2 separate regions of the Oryctolagus cuniculus genome follow, and region 1 is linked to region 2. The links are chromatin contacts, called in public Hi-C maps. All regions are on one chromosome and are shown on one strand. Each heading gives the region's core, a stretch centred on a gene start, on an enhancer-like site or on the middle of the called end of the contact. The rest is flanking DNA. Distances are from core to core; before and after follow the strand shown. Region 1 overlaps SCHIP1 (schwannomin interacting protein 1). Region 2 holds the start of IL12A (interleukin 12A).

Region 1 (6,010 bases), core at 620-3,119, 110 kb after region 2:
ATTGGTTTGGCCATGGCAAGGGCCATTTTGGCTTCAGCTTGCAATTTCTTTTGCCTTGTAAGGAAGTCCATGTCATCCAAGGATTCAGATTCCTCTTCAGTAGTGTCTCTATCAGAATAGGAAGAACTCTGTTTGCTCTGCAAAGGGGAAAAACAGCAGGCTGAGTGTTCCATGCCAGTTAGCATCACTTGGAGAGGGTGACAACGTGCCTGGGGCCCTCTCAGGGGCTGAATTTCCTCCATCACTCCATCTTGAGCTGCTGGATTGGACCCAGATGAATCTCAAGTCACATACAAGAGGTCTACCATGCAATACAATCTAATTTTCACACCAACAGGAGGGGCAGTAAAAATAATAGTGTAATCAAGAGTATACTTAATAAGAAAATATACTACAGGAGATACTTCAAAAAGACCATGAAAAATGTAATAATGGAAAAAAATACGGTGCTTTGGGTACAAAAAATTCTTGAAATTCATACATAGTTTTCCCATAATGCATCTTCCATGGACCTTTGAAGGCCTCTCATGTTTATGACAAGCCTGCGACACTTCTTTAATCCTGGGTCTCAAGTTTCCTAAAGTGACCAGACACAACTAAGTATTCATTGCCAAGTGAAGGCACTGTGTTGGACCTCAGATCTCAGGTATCCAATGACTCACACAGTTTCTACTTGTTGGTCTTTGGTAGGAAAGGTGAGTGATGCAGACATTCCTCATACAGAGGAGAGAATTCTACCAACAAGCACCTATGATAATTCAAGCAACTTTTGTGATACACACGGAAGGAATGAGCTCACATTTCTAAGCCATGGTGGGAATGGGGACTGGTATTCAGCATATTTTCTCCTTGATAATTTTTTTGGAACATATCTGATTTATGGTTTCATAGGAAAGTAATCATTAACTTTAATAAAGCTTATGTATTCTTTTAAGTCACAACTCTGATTTTTCAATCACTGTCCAATCTTAGGAGCATGCAATTTCAAGAGATGCTTCTTTTGTTAACCTCTGCAAGGTTTGTTCCACATTCACAACAGAAAAGCAGCTGAATGGCCAGGAAAGCAACACTGCACACTGGCTGGTGACCATTGGACTCACCATGGGAGACAAGGGGGTGTCCAAGCTGGTTTCAGTCTTGCTGTCGTCAGCATCGCTGTCCTTATCGCTGCCACTGTCGTTGACAAAGCATATCTGCAGGTTCATCCCACTCTGCAGTCTAGGAAGAAACAAACAGAACACACATTCTTCTTTGCTATTTGTTGCTTGGCCATAGCCAAAAGGACTGCTGATGTTTATGAACAGAAAGTAGTTTTATGTGTTCTTCATAAGAAAAGTGAGGGGCCACTATTACCCTCCACTTACAAATGACAATTTTTATTAGAGGGTTTCCTAACGTTAGATTTTTCATGCAACTTCCACGTTAAGTGAAAAACGCTTTAAGACTGGCGTAGTATAGCAACCAGCACAATACCAAACACACAGTTGACCTACAATTCAAGTGTGCTGAGTCACCGAGTGCACAGTCCTGTCAGTCAACATGAATGGACTCCTCAGCCGCAGAAGGCTGCCTGGTGTCACCAAGGGTCCTATCCCAGGGGACAATCCAAAGAATCTCACTAGAGGTGGCATCCCACGGTCATAGCTCTCTGAATACAAATTCCTCCTTTTTTTTTTTTTCTCAAATAGAATAGGGTCCTCTGAAAGAAGGCATTATTTAAGGCACTTGCCAAAAGACAAGTGATGTCACTGAACAATATCACAGGTTCACCCCTGAGGAATGTAAAGAACCCCACACCTGCTGCAGAGCCCTGCGGACTGCCTCCCACACGCAGGGCCTCCGAGGCAGGGAGCTCTGGGGAGCCCATCCCCTTCGTGGCCGTCCCGGAGTGCTGCGCCGCCGGGAGTGCTGCTGCTGGAAGCACAGTCACAAAGGCTCAGCCCTCTGTGTGTCTAACCTGATTTAACACAGGCACGGCAATTGTTACAGGGAGTTACTGCCACCTGTTGTTAGACTCTGTAATGACTGAAAGCTCCAGCTCTGTCCACAGTGAGGAAACAGGGTCCCCAGGGGACCAGCACAAGCAGGGAGAGCCCCACCCAGGGCTGGTGGGAAGCAGGCAACAGGTTTTGCTGTAGTTAGCTCAGGGTGTTAGGAGTCAGCTGGACTCAGCTGGACTCAGCTTCTGCATCCTCACTTCTTTCTCTAAGAACAGTCTGTAAGTTCTATGACCTTCAAGTTTCTTCACCTGTAAGATGGGGTGAATACTGCTCAATTCAATGTTTTGGAAGAAGGACTGAAAGAGTTTGATCAGGGCAGGTGTTTGGTGCAGTGGCTCAGAAGCTACTCGGATGCCCCCATCCAATATGGGAGTGTCTGGGTTTGAATCTTAGTTCCAGTTCTGATTCAAGATCCTTGCTTCTGCCCCCCTAGGGAGGCAGTGGGTGATGGCTCAAGTACTTGGGTCTCTGCCCTCCATGGGGGACATGTGGATGGAGTTCCTGGCTTCTGGCTTAGGCCTGTCCAGCCCCAGCTATTGCGGGTATCTGGAGAGTGATACAGCAAATTAGAGGTTTATCTCTGTTTCTCTCTCAAAATAAATAACAAAAAGGTGTTTTTTTGTTTTGTTTTTTTTTTTTTTTTTTAATAAATAGAACAGAGTTTAGAGCTTGGCATCAGTCAGGGGCTCTGTATGTCAGCTCTCTTCCCTTTTGTACTCACTCAGATCCTAGACAAAGGAAGACTGAATGTTAGAGGTGCTGTGACTTTCTAAAGGGACTGCCAAAGCCACCCACTCTAACACCTCCCACTTCACCAGAGCAACCCCTGATGCCGCATCACCTCTCTGACAGAGGCATCCTTCTACAGAGTCGGGACCTGTTTCCTTAAAACTTTCTTCCACTGAGTTTTTTTCTTTTCTGGAAAAATCTAATATGTTCAGATTACTTTTTGATCCCATCAAATTTTAGCTTGAATGTGTAGTTGGTCTAAGAGAATAAAATCAACACATATTTAATAAAATGCAAGATCTGTATTTTGAAAGATGGGTGGGAAAAAACTACAAATAAAAAAGAGATACAAGAGTTCTTTCAAAAAGTTTGTGGAAAAAGGGAATTAAAAGATTAGTTCACTTTGGTACAAACAAGGTTTGAAATCCAGTTTTTTCATAATATAGGTTTTCCATGAAATTTTTGAAGACCCGTTGTATGCATGGATTTAGTTTGTTAGCACCAAAATAAATTTATCTTTAAAGGCATTACCTATGAACTTTAAACAATATTTTAAAAGATTTTTCTTTATTTCTTTGAAAGGCAGAGTTACCCAGGGGGGTGGGGGGAGAGAGAGAGAGAGAGAGAAAGAAAGAGAGAAAGAGAGAAAGAGAGAGAGGGGGGCCTTCCATCTGCTGGTTCACTTCTCAAATGGCCACAATGGCCAAGGTTGGGCTAGGCTGAAGGCAGGAGCCTGGAGCTTCATCCAGGTCTCTCATGAGTGCAGGGTCCCAAGTACTTGGGCCATCTTGCGTTGCTTTCCCAGGCACATTAGCAGGAGGGTGGATCAGCAGTAGAGCAGCTGGGGTACGAATCAGCACCTGTATGGGATGCTGGCATGGCAGGCTGTGGCTTACTCTGTTCCGCCACAACACAGCTCCCCCCACCAATGTACTTTTAAGTACTTTTATACATTGTAAAGGCTAGTCAAATCCAAATGTAGGATTGTATAGCCTTTTCTGTCTATTGAGTAGATAAAGTCCTGAAAAGAAGTGTCTGGCAATAGGATACAAGATTACACACACAGAAAAGAGCCCAGAATACCGTAACAGTAAATGTCACAATGTCCGAGGATACTTGTTGATTCTGAAGGAAGTTTGATTATGCATCCTGTTATTCTGTCTCCACGTGGCCTTTTGGTGAAGGACCTGCCCAGCCCTGTACCACCCATCTCACCCAGCGTGCCTAACTGAGGCAAGGCAGAGAAAGGACTGCTCGGGTGAGACGGAAAGACAAAGAGGTGGCAGGCAGCAATGGAGAAGACCACCTCAGTCCCACATCATCACCACGGGGCCCTGGGCAGACCCACACTTCCTTATGCTGTAATCACCACGGCGTTCCCTGTAGGAAGAGGGACTGACAGGACACAGCAGTGAATGCTTCCCCAGGGGATTTTAGTAAAGACGTCTTAAAACAGGCTCAGCTTTCAAGGAGGATTTGTTTGCTGTTAGCCTTTAAGCGGGTTTTAAGATGACGAACGGCTTTGGGGGGAGCGCAGCGGCAGCTCCCACCCCTGGCTGTGGGCTCAGTGAGGCCACCCAGGTCTGCTGAAAGCCTTGGTAGCAAGAGTGAACAGGCAACAGTGAACAGGCAACTGGAAACCCGGACTTCACCCCACCCTGGGGCTGGGGGGCTGTTCTCGGTGCTCCCTTCTGAAGTCTGTCTGGCCTCACTGATAACCAGTCTGGCAAGATGCAGGCTGCAGGGGGCTGATTGGCCTGGATCTCTCCAGCCCAGCCGGAGATGAAAACAAAACAGCAGGCTTATCTTGTTCCGTACAGATACGATTCTCAGGTATCCAATTCAAGGCTACTCGATGCACGGAGCAGAGCAGTGAGCACAAAGGCTGCTGGAAGTCAGCCTTGCCTGTCGATCTCGTTTCTGAAACGTCTCTGCCCTGGTTCCCCCAGAAACCTCTTTTCCCTTAAGCACAACCTCACGCAGCAGGGAAAACCAATACTGCTGCCGAGAGACAGAGCACCAACGGGGTGTGCAAAGAGGGAGGCTCTGGATGGGGAATGCTCAGAAACAGGGAGAGGCAGACAACGATGCCTGCTGGCCATCTTGACAGGACGGGAGGTGGTGCCGGTGTGACAGTGCTTAGGCCAGGACTGCGTGGGCATTCGGTGAGGACACTGCTGAGCAGCACTGTCTGCCTGGCCCTGCCAGTGAGGACGACCACTGCTCAGGGAACGCCTGTGCTGACTTCCGGCTATGATACCAGGGACATCATTAACACATGCGGGGACCTGGGAAGAGGGCAGGCAGCAAGACGCTGCCGACTCAGAGGATACTGCAGAAATCCAGCCACACGGTAATAGGATTTGGGATAAAGGTGCCACTTCTTCCAAAGCACAGCGACAAGACCAGTTTACTCCCTGCGAGGAACAATGCTGGTTGTCAGTGGCTCTGGAGGGGCAGTCCCCACCGCGAACTGAGGTTTCATCCTTGGCCTTGGGTTGTGTCATGGGGACCAGGCTGCTCTGAGCTGTTTCCTGACTTCACCATTGGGGATCTCCCGGCCCTGGCTTAGACCACAGACCTAAGCACAAAAGTTTAAGATCCTTTGGTAAGATTTTCCTCCCTGCCCACTGTTCTCCACTCCACTCCTCACTCCACTTCTCATCTCACTTCACTTCACTTCATATGTTGCCCTGAATTTTAATTTAAGAAGTATGTTCACTTCCGTTCTCTCCTCAGGCTGTCTAATCACTGTGGATTCCAGGCAAGATAATGTTTACTCTGAGAAGTCAATGCCTTGCCCCAGATCTGAGACAGACTCTCCTGGTATCCACCCACTGTGTAATATGACTCTACATGGTCTCCTATGGAGAGGTGGAGTCCGTGTCCCTAACTCTGGACTTGTGACTTGTCTTGGCTAACTGACGGCAAAGAAAGGGACGGTGATCCATCTCCCCAACTCCCCCCAAGGAACCCTGCTGTCACCTCAGGCTGGCCTGCTGGCGACAAGACGCTTTGTGGCACAGGGCTCAATTGCCAGCTGTCCCCACTGAAGCCCCAAACCTGCCACGAGTAGTACAGGCACATCACCAACTCCTGCGGACACCCGAGGAGGCCTGCCCAGGCCTGGCTCAGATTGGCAGAGCTGCCCAGCTGACCTACAGGCTCCTAAACAGAAAAATGCTATGGCTGGCTGTATGTTACTGATGTGAGTGGCTTTTTATTATACATCATAACTGTGGCAATAAGTAACTGTACTCCAAGGTCACAAAGCAAGTCTC
Region 2 (5,620 bases), core at 2,420-4,919:
AACAGGCCTTCACCGTGCTGGTCTTATCTTTTGTGATATCTTCATGATCAATCTCCTCAGAAGTGCAGGAGTAGAATTCTAGAGTTTGTCTGGCCTGTAATAAACATAAGGAGAACTTCAGTTTGCTAACATTAATAAGGCTCCTGGCTTCCCATGAGACTGGAGCCCCAGGGTGCCAGCAAGGCTGGAGCTGGCTGGGCTGCCTCTGACCTCCATCTCTTTGGCCTGCAGGAAATTTAAGCTCTTGCTAAAATAACAGGAAACAGGCCATTTACATTCTCTCTCTCCCCCTCCTTGCTTTTTGCCTAGGACCCTTATCTTCAGATACCATCCTTTCCTATTACATAAACACTATAAAACATTTCCCAAGGACAGGCTGCCCAGCCCCACGCCACACAGTGACACCTGCTTCTGCTAAAAACAGTTTTTTCTCTTGTCAAAGTGCTTGTGTTTTATGACTGTTTTTTCAAGTATGACATCCCAAGTGGGGAACTGATAAGGTCACAGCTGGATGGATATAAGCTGAAGACCAGCTGAGGTTTGCCTTACTGTCCACACACCCACACAAACACATACACACATGGAGATGCTCTGGGAAAACTATGGACTAGTTCTGTGACGTCAACCGCGTTCTCACTGAAGATGGAGCTCATTTTGCCATTCACCGAGTCTGGCGTGAACACGCCAAGGAAGAGGACTGTGTTAGGGCCCCCTGAATTCCGAGTCCAGCTGCAGTGTCAGGCAAGGGCCCAAGAGAGTAGTGATGGGTCAGGAGGTGAGAAGGGATGAAGGCGCTAAAGATGGGGGACAGAAAAGCCAGGACTTCCTGGAGATGGGACGTGTGCAGGAGGGGATCAGCAGGCTGAGGGGCTGGGGGAGGGTGTGATTTCAGGCAGAGGGAACTGCTGGAGCCTTGTTTCAAGGCCTGGAAGTGCAGCACAGGGCTGGGCACAAGTAGCAACATCACTGACTGTAGCAGCTAATCTAATGCTCCCTCACCCCCCTGCCACCCAAGAGCTCTCAACGCCTGGAACCTGACACAGCAAAGGGGAAGGTGCAGGTGACATTCAGGGTGCCAATCAGTGGAACTGCCAATCAGTGGAGGGATTATTCTGGACTATGTGGGTGGTCCCAGTGTAATCACAGGTCCTTGTGAGTGGAAGAAGGAGACAGAAGAATCAGTTCAGGGTAGCATGCGGAAGACCAGGGCAGCCACTGGCTGGCTTTGAAGACAAAAGAGGACCTGGAGTCAAGGAATGCAGCAGCTTCCAGAAGCCAGAAAAAGCAAGAACATAGCTCCTCCCCCAGCACCTCCAGGAAGGGGTGCAGTTCCACCAACTCCTTGCTGTTAGCCCAGTAAGACCCACTTTGGACCTCTGACCTCCAGGGCTGGAAGATCACACCTTTGTGTGTTTAAGGCGCCAAGGCAGGGGTAACTTGTGATGGCAGCCTCGGGAGGCTAGTGCACTATTCCTGGGGGTGTCGCAGCCCTGGGGCAACCACTGCTTTGAGCAGGTTTGGAGATGTGGACCCCATGTTGCAGTTTTTAAGGGAACTGAAGAGTTGGATTCTTCCATGAAAGGCTTGATCTTTCAATGGCATCCAACTCAAAAACATAAACATATGAGCCAAACTAGATAGATGTGGGCTGGCTACAGCCTCTGCATCCCCTGCACGTACCCCCGCCATTCTCAGCAGAAGCCAGCTGGCTTGTTCCGACAACTTCGACAAAGGAGCAATTCAACAGTATCAAATCAGTCCTGTGATCTGTCGACCTTCAACATAGCGTCACGCGAAGCATCCATGCAAATTCTGCCCACACCGATGCTTTCATCTGCACAGACCCTTTCTCTAGGAAACAGGGCACCTATCACTGCTGCCTTCCTTGCTGAGTCCTCTTCTTAATTAGAATTGATTGAATTGTCAGGAGCAACTGACAGCACATCACAGAAGATCAGAAGGGAAGACAAGAGTTCTTGCAAAAAGTCTTGTGGCACGGGGCTTACTTTACTATTTTAACAAGGCAACCCGCTAGAAATACTCAAGATAGATTTACTGAGGTGCAGGAAGACAAAGGGACACCTTTTGAAGCACCAGTCTCGGCTACAGCTTTGGCGCAAAAGCTCCTGGAACGGTTTTAAAATGAAAAGAAAAAAAATTTTTTGTATTCAAATATAAAACCTAAAAAAACAGAAGGCAACTGTAAATATTTGCATTCTCTCCCGCTAGAAAATGAAGCTTGGACGTGCACTGTCCCAGTGCTCCTGGATACCCAGCTTCCTCAGCAGACCACCAGTGAGCAGCGGGTGGGACTACTCTAGGCCGTACAGAAGAGGCACCTGCACTGAGAAGGGATGTCAAGGCCACTGTAGAGCCGACACGATTCCTCCTGCCTTGGCAGGCTGCAGGGAACACCATAAATATCCACGTTTCCTCTGTGTAGACGGCGCAGAACAGATGCCAATATAATTTATCGCCATTCTTCCTCTCTCTGGAGTCGCGAGTTCTTTGACTCTTTAGCTAACAATTGAGTCACTATACGGCTCCCTCCCTGCCTCCTGACAGCCGGGGATGGATTTCTACAATTTTGGGGACCCAAAGAGAAGCCCCCTAGCCAGAGAGACTGCCAAGTGGGCAGACCTGGCGGCGAGCTCACCTTGTGTAGCGTGTCACTGACGGCTCTCAGCAGGTTTTGGGAGTGGTTAAGGCACTGGAATAGTCCCAGGTCCGGTGTGGCCACGGGCAGGTTCCTGGCCAGACTGAGGCCGTTCAGAAGGACAAGCGTGGACACAAGGAGGAGGCCTGGAAGGGAAGCGAAGGGGCGGCTGAGCTTGCCAGCCCACGCTGCCTGCCTCTGCCACCCTGCCTCTCTGGCCATCATCGCCCATCGCTCTTGGCACCCACCTACCTGCGTACTTTTCTAACAGCACTTTCTCCAACCCCGGAGTGCTGAGCTAGGGTACTGCAGCCCAGATGCTGCACTGGGTGCTCACCCAGGGCCGCAACAAGGAAACAGGCCAGGGCAATCGGTGGGTGATTGTGGCTGAGCAGCCAACGGCAGGCAAGCCACCTCCCTCCCTGGGTCTCAGTATCTCATCTATGGAATGGGCATAATTCATAGGCAAGATGAGAAGAGACCATGCCTGTGAAGCGCACTGGGAGCGCCCGATCCTCCTTCGCAGCAGCCTGTCCCTTCGGCGGAGACTGCGGGTCGTCAGAGGTCTCGGCTCAGCCAGGGCTGAGTTTCTACCCCGCGGGCCCGGCGGCCGCCCCTCCCCAGCACCGCGAGCCGGTACGCGCCGCTACTCACCGCGCAGGGAGCACATGCTGAGCGGTCGAGTGCGGACGCTGAGCAGGCGGCTGGACTCGTGCCGGCGGGCGCAGCAGGTGAGGGCGGATGCTGCTGGGCGGCCCCCGAGCCTACATTTTTATAATTGCGCGGAGGCGCGGCAGGACTTTCCCAAGATTCAGGTCTCTTGCTTTCTCTCTCTGTCTCTCTCTGCATCAACTTCCCGGTGCCACGTGCAGTGCGCCGGGCCGGCGAGCTTGCGGCACTTTCGGATTAACTCCCGGGGGCCCGGCCGCCGTCGTTGGGGACCTCCCCGTCGCCTCTGCCTTTTCCAAAGCGAAAGTGAAAATCCGCAGCATCGCGGCCCCGCGTCTCCCCGCAGGCCCGACCCCAACCCTTGGCTCCGGGCGCGGGCCCCGCCCCTCCCCGCCCCGCGCCGGGCACCGCCCCCTCCCGAAGGCGCTCAGGGGCAGCGCCAGGCGCTTTTCCATCTCTGCCGAGATGTGGGATGTGCCCTGATCGTGGCCTCCAGACTCAATCATGCCTCTCCTAGTCCTTCAAGATGGCCCACTGTATGCCGGGCCGCCGTGGTGCCAGGCGCTGGGCTCCAGAGTCAACAGGACCTCTCGGGGCCTCCCCCATGGCCAACCTGCCTGAATGTGTTGTGTTCATGGGTCCTCTCTCAAACATGCAGATGGGGGAAGCCAGATTGGCCAAGCAATAATTACTCTCTTAGAGCACCCAATTTCTGGGAGCGAACAGTGGTGATTTGGTGGGATGGGTGTTGGGGGAGGGGTGAGGGGAGATATGAATGCTGTTGGGGCGTGCATGGTGCAGCGGGTTAAGCCACCCTTGTGAGGCTGGCATCCAACGTTTAGAGTGTTGGTTTGAGTCCTGTCTGCTCTGCTTCCTATCCCGCTTCTTGCTAAGCTCCTGGAAAGGCACTGGAAGGCAGCCCACGTGCGTGGGCAGTTGCCACCCTGATGGAGTTCCAGGCTCCTGGCTTCTTCCTGGGCATTGTGACCTTTTGGGGAGTGAACCAGCAAATGCAAGATATGTGTGTGAGTGTGTGTGTGTGTGTGTGTGTCGCTCTGCCTCTCAAATAAATCAATATAAGAGGAGGAGGAGGCATCGTGACATTGCTGGTAAAGCTGCTGCCTGCCATGCTGCCATCCCATATGGGTGCCAGTTCAAGTCCCTGCTGCTCCTTCTATTATCCAGCTCTCTGCTATGGCCTGGGAAAGCAGTGGAAGATGGCCCAAGTGCTTGGGCCCCTGTACCCACATCGGAGATCTGATAGAAGTTCCTGGCTCCTGACTTCATCTTGGGCCAGCCCAGCCATTGTGGCTATCTGCAGAGTGAACCAGTGGGTGGAAGACCTCTCTTTCTGCCTCTCTCTCTGTAAATGAATAAATAAATAAGGCTTAAAAAAGAGGAAGGAAGAGAGAGAGAGAGAGAGTTATTGTGGAGTCCAGCAGACAGTGAAAGGTTCCAGGAGAAGAGCTTGGCCTGGGTGTTAAAGGACATTAGGCCTACGACTGCTTCTTTGGCTGGGGCAGGTTCTAGGCAGGGGAAACAGGGGCCTGAGCAGGGGTGGGGTGCAGCGAGGGTGGAGAGCTGGATGGGCCATGGCAGGGGGGCAGCGCCTGCATGCTGCTCAGAGGGTGGTGGGAGTAGTCTGGGGTTTGAGATGGGGAAACACGGTCATATTTGCAGCGTGGAGGATGGATCCCACCAGTCAGGAGCGGAGCAGCGGGAGTGGCTGGCAGCTGGGGCCACGTCCCCACTCAGGGTGGAGAAGTGAGGATGAGCAGGAGGGACTCTCAGGAGGGTCGTGACCAAGGCTTGGTGACTCCTCGGGTGGGAGGGAGGAGACGGAGCTGAGAATGACTGAAGGGAGGCATTTGCGTGCCTGCAACATGGCAGCTGTAGGAGGGGGTGCGTGTGGAGCAGGTGGGAGAAGTTCCACCTTGCAGGGGTGAGGTGTGAGGCTTCTGCGGTACTCTTCAGTGCATTCATTTCTTTCCCGTGCATTAGTCACCCTGCGTGTGTAGGAGGAAGGCGTGTGTCTGGTCCCCAGCTCTGAGCTCCTCGTGGGCGTGACTATACGGGTGCTGCAGGCAGAGCTGCTAGGACCATCCTTGTGCAGGGGCACCGATCTCAGATAGGGAGAAGCTTTTTCGGTGCAGGAAAGAGTGGGTGCTTCCTTCTGCTCGCCTTTGGTTCTCATTGAAGCCTGGGTGGCGGAGGTCACTGCAGGCCTTGGAGTGCCTCTGCTGGCCACAGGGGGAGGAGATGAGAGAAGAGGAAATTGTGGTGGTACCTGCTGTC

The links. Hi-C and Micro-C count contacts between places; a contact is called where the count stands out from the background.
Region 1: a contact with region 2 is called in a Hi-C map of embryonic fibroblasts, with 2.2 times the contacts expected there. The contact joins the enhancer-like site here to the promoter of IL12A in region 2. A contact is called at or near these places in 4 of 6 Hi-C or Micro-C datasets (ear pinna, embryonic fibroblasts, skin fibroblasts and 1 more).

The regions. Positions count from the first base shown.
Region 1 is chr4:120,814,277-120,820,286 of mOryCun1.1, forward strand. It overlaps SCHIP1 (schwannomin interacting protein 1), which reads right to left. Exons shown (of 9, transcript XM_008266404.4): 5 at 1,101-1,218; 6 at 1-137. Among named protein-coding and RNA genes, the nearest start is that of IL12A, 110 kb to the left of the region's middle. Within about 2 kb of position 1,870, at least 1 of the 8 cell types and tissues checked has an H3K27ac peak or open chromatin away from gene starts, as enhancers often do.
Region 2 is chr4:120,704,248-120,709,867 of mOryCun1.1, forward strand. IL12A (interleukin 12A) reads right to left here and starts at 3,670. Exons shown (of 7, transcript XM_008266409.4): 1 at 3,311-3,670; 2 at 2,657-2,802; 3 at 1-94. The coding sequence starts at 3,326.